3 separate regions of the Mus musculus genome follow, and regions 1 and 3 are each linked to region 2. Evidence: chromatin contacts called from public HiChIP or PLAC-seq and promoter capture Hi-C data. All regions are on one chromosome and are shown on one strand. Each heading gives the region's core, a stretch centred on a gene start, on an enhancer-like site or on the middle of the called end of the contact. The rest is flanking DNA. Distances are from core to core; before and after follow the strand shown. Region 1 overlaps Syt13 (synaptotagmin XIII). Region 2 holds the start of Trp53i11 (transformation related protein 53 inducible protein 11). Region 3 holds the start of 4631405J19Rik (RIKEN cDNA 4631405J19 gene).

Region 1 (3,072 bases), core at 228-2,727, 250 kb before region 2:
CATAGCAGTTTCCCTTATAACATCTGTAACTATGTATCAATCTCACATAATTTCCTCTACAGAGACTTAGAAAGCTCGGGAATTTGCATGGGCAGTGTAGGGAGGACACAGACAGACATGGGGTGGGAAAGGCTGCAAGCCTGAGTTTAAATGAGAGAAGCAGAGATCTTCCTCAGACTGGGAAAAAAAATCTGCTTTCGAATTGCTTAGCCACTGACCTGGGGGGTGGAGGGTGAGGGGTAGAGGGGGTGGGCAGAGGATGCTGTTACAAAGCACGTAGTCTTCTCTGGCCAAATTAAGTTCCAAGAGGAGTAAGGCCATTCTGACTACAGATTTAGCCTGTAGGAGGTCAGCTTCCACTGGGGACAGTGATCTCCCTCAGCTAGCTGGCTTAACTTAATAGACCCACACACCTCTCTCCCCTCCGCATGCGTGCAGACCGTGTGTGAGGGTAAAGACCAGAGGCTGCCATGGCTTCGTTCACAGAACATGCCCTTGATGGTGAATGATGTCTGACCAGATGAATGAGTGAAGGTACCGCCTAGAAACACAGAGATGGAACGTTCTCTCCTCAAGCCTCTTCCCACATCTTTCCTTACACCTTCCCACAGCCTTGGGAAATCCACTGCCAGCAAAGAAGCACAGGCTAGCCTACAGACTCTATAGTCACATGCCTGGATCCAAACCCTAACTTGGTATCTCATTAATCACATGACTTCAGACTTACTCCTCTGTGCCTCTGTTTCCTCTTCTGAAAAGCAGGCAGAATATAGACACTTTCCTCATGAGGTAGTAAGCTTTAAACACATCCTTCTGGTGCAATATATAGACCTATGAATGACATCTGATTGATACACAGAATTATTTATTTATTTATTGATTTATTTATTCATTCATGTTTGCTTGTTTCTTTAATTATTGTCTTTTTGAGACAGGGTTTTTTTAGTATAACAGCCCTGGCTGTCCTGGAATTCACTTTGTAGACCAGGCTGGCTTCAAATTCATAGAGATCCACCTGCCTCTGTCTCCTGAGTGCTAGGATCAAAGTCGTGAGCCATACAATTTTCACACACACACAAGTGTGTGTGTGTGTATATATATATATGTGTGTGTGTGTGTGTGTGTGTGTGTGTGTGTGTGTGTGTCTAGAGTCTAGACTGCCCTTAGACATACTATATAGCCAAGGATATAGCCTTGAACTCCTGATCCTCCTATCTCCACCTCCCAAGTGTTAGGATCACAGGTGTGTGCCATCTCTGGTTTATGGAGTGTTGAGGGTTGAACCCGGGGCTTTGTAAATATTAGACAAAACTCTACCTACTGAGCCACATCCCCAGTCCTCAAAACTAGCCTTTTTAGGTTTAAAAATAACCTCCAAGGGAAAACAGAGTAGGAAGAGGTGAGTCCCGATAGAAGGGGATTTGGGACACAGGCTTGGAATACACAGGAGAGGAGGTGGTGCAGGCTGCAGGATTGCCATGGAAACGCTGCTTGGCGCCAGGACCGGAAGACCAGCTGTTTCTTTAAAATGAAGCTCAGCTCAGCAGTTTGGAATACACACCTTTTTTTTTACTGGGACCCTGTGGACTCGCCCCTGAGCAGCCAAGCTGATCTACCATACTTGTGTCTCTGGGGTCTCTGTCAACCTGGGATGGGCCCAAGAATGATGCAGGTACCAGTCACACCAGTAGCACCACGGGAGGCTTCTTAGACATGCAGAATCCACCTGAGGCCCGGGCCTGGAATCTGGGTTGTCTGGCTCTCTCTGTGAATGATGTCTGCCAGCTAGCTCCTCCAATATGCCTGCTCCCCATCCCCCACCCTTGGACGGAAGGCTGTGTGGGGCAGTAGAGGACATCAGGATAAAATTCTAGAGTTTAGCCTAGATTGAAAGGAAACCCCCACTGTTCTCCGTGGTGCGGAGGAAGCTGTTTGTTATAGAGCACACAGTTTTCCATGGCAAAATTAGGTTCCAAAGAAAGTCAGGCCAATCTGAACTGCAAACTTAGCCTGTAGAAGGTAGTCTTCCCCTGGGGAGATGGTGATTATATGTGTGCACTTTTGTGTATTCACACGTGCATGTGCACGTGTGCGTGTGTGTGTGTGTGTGTGTGTGTGTGTGTGTGTGTGTGTGTGTGTGTGTGTGTGTAACTGTGTACATGTGAATGTGGAGGCCAGAGATCAACCTTGGGTGCCTCCCTTCTTATTTTTCAGTCAAGGCTTCTCTGAGTTTGGAGTCCACTGATGTAAATAAACCATCTAGCTACTGAGCTCAGAGAATCTGTGTCTCCACCCCCTGGATGCCAGGGTCACCAGTGTGTGCCATCATACCCTGCTATTTATGTGGGCACTGGGAATCTGAACTCAGGTTCTCATGCTTGCGTACTAACCCTTTCCTGTCTAAGCCATCTCTCCAGCTCCCTGAAACATCCGTTACTTTAAGAAGGATGTCCCAGCACAAAACATCAAATTAATAACCAGGGTCAAAGAAACCTCAGGTCAGCTGAGTCTTCACAGACCGCTAGCTCTGTAATTAACTTCTGCTTTCCCAACATAAACCTCACTTGGGAGGGCATCTGTCTCTTCCCTCCTGGAGCCTTCACGCTCAGGTGAGGCCTGGCCTGAGGTGAGGCTCCATCAATATTTGCTCATTAGATGAAGTCCAGGTCCTCCTGCCCTGCCCCCAAGCCATCTGTCAGCCTGCAAGAGCTGATGTAGACAGAGCCCAAGGAAGCCTGAGCCAGGAAGGTGGGGTGAGGCTGGGAGGAAGGGCACAAGGCGAGCAGCAGCCTCCACTTAGCCCCAGAGTGACTGCTGGGGCTGCAGGAGTCACCTTCATCCCCCAAGTTCTAAAGACTTGGGGAAAACAAAGAAAAGGAAAAACCGAAATTCAGTTAGGCTCCCTGCACAGAGGCAAGTTCTCCCCAGAGCTATTGGCTTTTCACAAGCTTTTTCCAAAATAAAATAAAATAAGATAAAATAAAATAAAATAAATTATTTTTTTATAGATGTTGTTTGCAGAAGGATCTTACTATATAGGCCTGGTTGGCTTTCAACTTGTGATCCTCCTGC
Region 2 (3,196 bases), core at 334-2,833:
CCAATAGTGCAACAAAGAATCCATTATCCCATCACTGTCCTGAGGTGAGACTCTGAAGCAAGCCACAATGAAGCTCCTGGTCAGGGACAGGTGGCTTGGATGTGCACTTCACTCCACACACCTCCAGGCAGGCCTGATCCAGAGCTACAGACATGACGGCTGAGTGATTCATTCATTACTGGTCATCACTAGCCAGGTGTTCAGCAAAAGCGGGTGGCACTGTGGGAAGGGAGTTTAGTTGCCTTGGTAATCAGGAGGCTAACAGCCACTGAGAGCTGACTTGCTATGCACCAGACACTCTTCTGTTTACTTCCTTGCAAAGGGCACAGCCCCTCCTGTCCAGCCCCAGCCACTGGGAGGGCCATGGAGCCTACCTGGTATGTTAGCACCTCACACATGATCAGGTTTGGTTAACATGGCCTGCAGCTGTAACTGGAATCTCAGCAACAGCCACAAGGTACTTCCTGCTATAAGGTCACACCCCTTTGTAGGTAAGGAGGCAAGACTTGGAGAGGTTAGGAAACTTGCTTGCCTAGGGCTAAGCTAAACAACAGAGCCAGGATTTGAACCCAGGTATTCTAGTTCTGTAGCCTGGAGCAGAAAAGCAAAACTTAACTCTGGAGCCAGAGGCACACCTAGTTGAGTTATAGTGAGGGGCAGCTACTCTCCATCTCTGCCCCAGTTCTTTACCTTCAACCTTGCTTCTCTCAGTCCCCACCCTCCCTCAAGCCTTTACTATATCAGTCCAGAAGACAAGATCCAGAGGTTTCTTTCAGCAGGAAGCAGGGCCCTGGGCAAAAATCAACTGCTATAAAGGGTTTCTCAGGGAGTCCAGAGCCAGGCATGGGACAGGTTGTAGGTGCTGGTCTTTTTAGTTTGAGAGACTTCTCAAGACTCACCTGGGACTCTCTCTTGGCATGAGCTGTTTGCTTCCACCAACAAATACTCTGAAGCCACAGATAAGATCCAACCTTGCCACACGCAGCACATAGCACAGCAACTGCAGTAGAAGTCTCAGCGGGTAAGAGTTCTTGTCATTTGGGATTCACACCAAACTGGGGAGATGGGTGACCTGGGTGACAGAACACTCATTCACCAATTATCTTAAGGCCTTGGCTATGTATTAATGACTCGAAGTTTTGTGAACTGGGACTAGTCCTATTGGACTGCTGGGAACGCTAAGGTTTTATTTTTGAAAGTGGTTTAGCAAACGATGAATTGTAAATTGCTTTTAACCGTGTTGTTTCACCCGTGGGGGACCCTAACAGTCATAGCAGGTGCCTTCCTTCCACCCTAGACACCGGCCTAGGCCTGAGAATGGATGTTTCATAAACCCGTAGGGGTATGTTTGCAGTCCGGGAGAAAGGGGCGCTGTCTTCAGAACTTCCGAGAAAGTCCTGGGTGGCACAGCGGCAGGTTGTCCCCGTCCGGGGATCCCCCTAGCCAAGCGAGGGTGCGCCCTCCGCAGGCGGCTCCCGGTAGGCCCTCCGTTTCAGCTCTGGGTCTCCCCCCCAACCCCTCTGTGCCCGCCCCGGCCACCTCGGGGGCGAGGCAGCCCAGCGCGTGGGAGGGGACGGCGCGCCATTGGCTTGTGCGCGGCACTAGAGGAGGGACCAGTGCGGGCCGCCAGACTCGGGCGAGCCCAGCAGCGCCAGGAGTCCAGCTTGCCCTGCCCTGCCCTGCCCTGCCTGCCTAGCGCGGCGCCGCGATGTGAGACTCCCCGGGCCGGAGCGTCCGCAGGGCACGCCAGCTCCGCGAGCGCAGCACCCCGCGCGCCAGGAACGTAAGTCTGCTGCCGGCAGCCGCTAGCCTCACACTTCACCGCCGTTGCCACCGCGCTGGCCGCTGCCTGCGCAGCGCAGCCCGGGGACGCCGGGGGGCCTTAGGGACCGCTGGGGGCATCGAGCACCCTGCGAACGACAGCCGGGCGCCAGGACAGCTTGGCACTTGCGGGGCGGCGGGCGCCCGAGACCCCCGCTGAGCTCCTACTGGCACTGTCCTCTGTCCTTTTCGTTTGTCCCCTTGCACTGACTCGGTTTCCCTTTCTCCCCCAGCTCTCTTCTCCGCCACCTCCTTCCCCAGGGGCTGTTTATTTCGCTCTCGGCCTCCTCCAGGGCTTTATCTCTTTGATTCGGAGCTAGTGAGAGCGGAGAGTAAAGCAGTTTCTTTTATCCCGGGGTCTCTGTCTTCAGCGCTTGGTTCTCGGTCCCCTCCCCCTTTCTCGCCACCGCCCCCCCTCCTCCCGCCTTTGTTTCCCGGCGGGAGGATTGCGCGGTGTAAACTTGCGAGTTTCCGGGTCCTCGCCCCCACGGGTACGCGGGCGGAGAAGGTGGAGGGGTTCCCGCTGTCCAGTGGTCTGGCCGGACCTTTTGTGTGGGTGCCGGGGACTGGAGGAGTCGCGGACTCTCGCTTCACAAAGTGGGGGAGTGTCCTCGGCGCGGAGATGAAGATAGATCAGAGGGGGAAGGGGCAAAGCCGGCGACACTCCTGAGTCCCTGCTGGAGAGGAGCGGGCAGAAAAGTGTTTGGGCCTGACCCCAGTCGGGGGTGGTGGTGTCAGGAGGGTATTGCAGGTGGACCCGGGCGACTCTCTCTCCCAAACCGCGCAGACAGCTGTAAAGTGTAGCGCCATTGCCTGGCGCAGGATGGATTGGGGTCCCGTGTAGTGCGCAGAAAATATTACGCGCACCATCCTCGGGGCACAGCGAGGCCAGCCGCTCGCTTCGGCTCCCCTTTCGTCGCCTTCTTGCATCCTGGATGGAGCGGGCTTCTCCTCCTGCCTGTGAGGTGGAGGAGCAGGGATAGGCCCAGGACCCACTCCCACTTTGACCCAAAGCTTTACAAGCACACGGCCAAGGCCTCCTCAAAGTCCCCCAGCACGGACTTCCTGTTTCGTTTCTTTTAGAAAAACTTTCTGGATGGGGCCTGGAGAGAGTGTAGAAGTCCCTGGGTTGCAGGGACACCCACCCAGCTGTGTCTCCCGTCTGGAGGCTCCTGGAGAAAGGCCGCCACCTGCCGCCGGCGGGATTGGTGGGCTCCTGGAAGAATCCGGAAGAACACCACCCGCCCCTTAGTGGCAGCCTCTGGCTCAGTCCGAGGCTAAAAAAAATACTATTTTCCTGTAGGATCTTTGGAAAGTCAGAATATACTTCGGGTTTCTGTTGTCACCTTCGTACAGACAGAGCGCTCTCCTAGAG
Region 3 (3,076 bases), core at 478-2,977, 160 kb before region 2:
CTGTGATTTGAGGGCAGGGTGATCTACCTGTCCTGCCAATGCAGTTATCTGCCATGCAGGGGGAGCCTACTGTGCGCGGAGCTGCTGGCAATAAAGTTGTTCTGATCCTTTGTACTCTAGTACAGACACTATGGTCCTGGGATTCTTCTATGACTCTTGTGTGTGTGTGTGTGTGTGTGTGTGTGTGTGTGTGGTAGTCATGTATAAACACCAGAGTAAGCAGTTTTTCCATGAAGGTGGAAGGGCTCACGTACAGATCCATGAGTTGGCAGAGATCCTGGCTTGGCCCTGCCCTTTCGCAAGCACCTACTCTACACATGATCTCACTCCTCACTGTTCCCTTCCTATGGGTGACAGGGCAGGAGCTCTGCTTCAAAAGGACAAGCAGCGTGGGGAGCTACTGAAGCTTACAGATGAAGGAGACCAAGGGGGATGATGTCGGCTAATAAACCTGCGTATGTATGGTGACACGGGCACTACCACTCGTAATGTCTGCTTGTCACACCTGTGGGACAGACTGCGGTTGTGGGACTGCACTGGTGGAGCTGACAAGCTCAGAAGGAAGAGGCTCTGCAGAGCAGTGACACTGCCAGGAAGGTGACCTTCCTCACGGGCCTCCAGGAAGGAGGTGGGAGGGGGGACGCTCTAATGTGACAATGCCCTGGCAGAGTGGGGTGTCTTCTAAACCCAGTGGAGGGCACCCATTCCCTCCCTTGTGGCCTGTCCTCCTGCAGTTCTGCATGCCAGCACTGTCCTACCTGCTGGGAATCCAGAGAACAGGGTTCCTGTCCTCATGGGTCAGCAGCTATGCCTATGGGAATGCCTTACTGACCCTTATTTTTTCTGGCACCGACTGTCTGGTGTCTTGGGGACACTTAGGTGTGTGATTGTGAAGACCAACCAGTCAGAGCCTGGATCAGCAGTCCTCAGTGATTAGTGCACCTTCCTTCCTATTGCCTCAGGGTGGACAGGTAGGAGACCCAGCCAATGGATGAAGGGGTGGAGTGTCCCAGGAGACCACTGCGAAGAGAAAAGGATGCAGAACAGCTGTGCCTGCTGCCAGGCTTGTGCCTCACCCCCACCCACAACCCCACCCCAGTGGCTGCCTGTGAGGAGAGCCAGTACAGAAGAAAGCAGAGAAGGCTGGACGGTGTCCTGAAGACACTGTACGAGCCCCTGGAGCCAATGCTGCCTGAAGCTCTCAGGATCCTCTTGGACCTCGAGCTCAGCCACATGCATTCCATTTTTGCGTGACGGCTGAGTTTCTGGCAGGTGGTGATTCCATAAAGTCCACGACCTTGCAAACAGTTTTCCTTCGCTTTTCAGATGGAAGTTCAGAGAGGTTAAGTGGCTTGACCAAAGCTGCACAGCAGCCATATGCAATCTTACCAGCACAAAGCCTACCCTCCTGCTACTATTCTCAGGTGGCACCCCTGTAGGACAGGTGATGAACTGCAACTAAGAGAGGAAGGGATTCTGTCCAGGACAGGTCTTCCTGAGAGGATCCCACAAGAAAATCACTGTCGAACCTGCTCCACCCTGAGGCAACAGGAAGGAAGGAAGTATATGTAGGTGGCACACTGGCAGCTGTTGCTATCTCAACTTTTCTTTCTGCCGGTTTTAAAGAAACAGAAGAACCCTCAGGAAAGCCTGGGGTGTCTGCTCTCTACAGTCAGACAGGCTGGTCACATTGCGCAGGTGGCTCCACACAGTGGCGGTGTGCTGGACGCAAGTGGGAGCCCTGCTCAGATGAGCCAGCCTCCCCAGCTCTGAAGGCAGGCAGCCAGGCAGCCAGCCTCTGAGTTTCCTGTGGTGGCCTCCGAGCTGGTGACCTGTATGGCAGACTGAGGACCTGGGATGCATCCAGCTGCCAGCTCGACTTCCTCTGGACTGCTCCCTACCCTGAGCCCCGCAGACTCGGAGCTCAAGTGGATGACATCTTGTGCTCCCAGAGGTACAGGAGGCCGGAAATGAGAGCACAGGCAGCCAGGTCCCTGCAAGGAGCAGCTCAAGTAGAATCGGGGAAGGCAAGTGGCAGAGGGACACGCCCTGCTGTGATCAGAACTAGAGAAGCCTCCCATTGTCCCTTTATAAAATGAGACAAGTCGGGCTGTGCTGCTGTGAGCCTGGGACCTCTTCCACTTAGGCGCTGAGCCCCACTCTCCCTGTCTGAACAATGAGGCGACTGGGCTTCATTTCCTTCATTACCTGCTTGCTCTGGCTTTCTGTGACTACAATGTAGGGGTGGGATGGGGTGGGGGGGGCGCATCCAAAAACTCACAGCACTGGACCAGCAAGTGACAAACACCTTCCCATCAACCTCCTTACTCTACCACAGAAGCCAACATAAGCTATGGTAAACAAACAAACAAACAAACAAACAAACAAAACCCTGATGGATTCCAGCCCTGGGATCCACTGCACCATTTATACCAAATCATGACAGCCCAGGGGAACCCCACACGGACACAGCATGCTAGCACCCAACTAGCAGAGTCCTTTCCATTTCTCTCACAGGTCCCCGAATGGGAAATGAATCATGAAAACCACGAAGGTAAAATTAGTCTGCCCTGCCAAGGAGTAATTTATGCTGTGACCAGCCCCTGGAGAGAGGACTGTACATGGGCTTGGGTTGGCCTCTGGGGTTGGCAGAGGGCAGCCTGGCCATCTGGAGCCCCTGTCTCCGGGCTCTTCTATTTCTGGCCTCTGCTTCCTGGGCTGTTGGCACGGGCTCTAGAGCTTTCCTAAGTCCCTCCTTGTTCCCTCCCTGGCAGCAGACCTCCAGCAAGCAGACATGCCTGGGTTCCAGTGAGCTGCCCATTCTGCTGCCCTCCGAGTTCACAGGTGAGGGAGAGTCAGCTCCGAGAGGATACTTGGGCAACTACAGGGATGCGACGAAGCAGGATCTGAACCCAGACCCCTTGATCTCCAGCCCTCAGGTGAGTGTGACAAGGGGACACTGGCAGCCCTCATACCTACTATGTGTTTTCCAGTCTCAGACCCAACAGCAAGCCCTCCATGTTCTATCCACTGGCAAGGTGGGGGGAGATCCCTTACTGACCCAGGGAGTGGGGCT

The links. HiChIP or PLAC-seq counts read pairs in DNA pulled down with a chosen protein or histone mark. Capture Hi-C pulls out chosen DNA fragments and counts their contacts.
Region 1: a contact with region 2 is called in an H3K4me3 HiChIP or PLAC-seq map of the SCID.adh cell line, with 14 read pairs. The contact joins the enhancer-like site here to the promoter of Trp53i11 in region 2. A contact is called at or near these places in 4 of 39 promoter capture datasets (cranial neural crest, frontonasal cranial neural crest, hippocampal neurons and 1 more), 1 of 15 datasets of contacts at CTCF or cohesin (thymocytes), 4 of 484 Hi-C or Micro-C datasets (double positive thymocytes and embryonic stem cells), 14 of 115 datasets of contacts at active chromatin or transcription factors (the SCID.adh cell line, craniofacial prominence, embryonic basal ganglia and 9 more) and 2 of 9 other capture datasets (adipose tissue and pancreatic islet).
Region 3: a contact with region 2 is called in a promoter capture Hi-C map of pancreatic islet. The contact joins the promoter of 4631405J19Rik here to the promoter of Trp53i11 in region 2. A contact is called at or near these places in 1 of 39 promoter capture datasets (hippocampal neurons), 1 of 484 Hi-C or Micro-C datasets (embryonic stem cells), 10 of 115 datasets of contacts at active chromatin or transcription factors (double positive thymocytes, embryonic basal ganglia, embryonic forebrain and 6 more) and 3 of 9 other capture datasets (embryonic stem cells, liver and pancreatic islet).

What each region holds. Positions count from the first base shown.
Region 1 is chr2:92,932,999-92,936,070 of GRCm38.p6, forward strand. The region is part of intron 1 of Syt13 (synaptotagmin XIII); the gene reads left to right. Among named protein-coding and RNA genes, the nearest start is that of Gm13791, 15 kb to the left of the region's middle. Within about 2 kb of position 1,478, at least 45 of the 459 cell types and tissues checked have an H3K27ac peak or open chromatin away from gene starts, as enhancers often do. A contact at or near this core is called in the SCID.adh cell line, embryonic stem cells, forebrain and 1 more, where this site is marked.
Region 2 is chr2:93,185,965-93,189,160 of GRCm38.p6, forward strand. It overlaps Trp53i11 (transformation related protein 53 inducible protein 11), which reads left to right and starts at 1,584. Exons shown (of 8, transcript NM_001025246.2): 1 at 1,584-1,783.
Region 3 is chr2:93,027,621-93,030,696 of GRCm38.p6, forward strand. It overlaps 4631405J19Rik (RIKEN cDNA 4631405J19 gene), which reads left to right and starts at 1,728. Exons shown (of 6, transcript NR_110333.1): 1 at 1,728-2,027; 2 at 2,518-2,554; 3 at 2,778-2,939. All of the region lies in intron 1 of Prdm11 (PR domain containing 11), which reads right to left.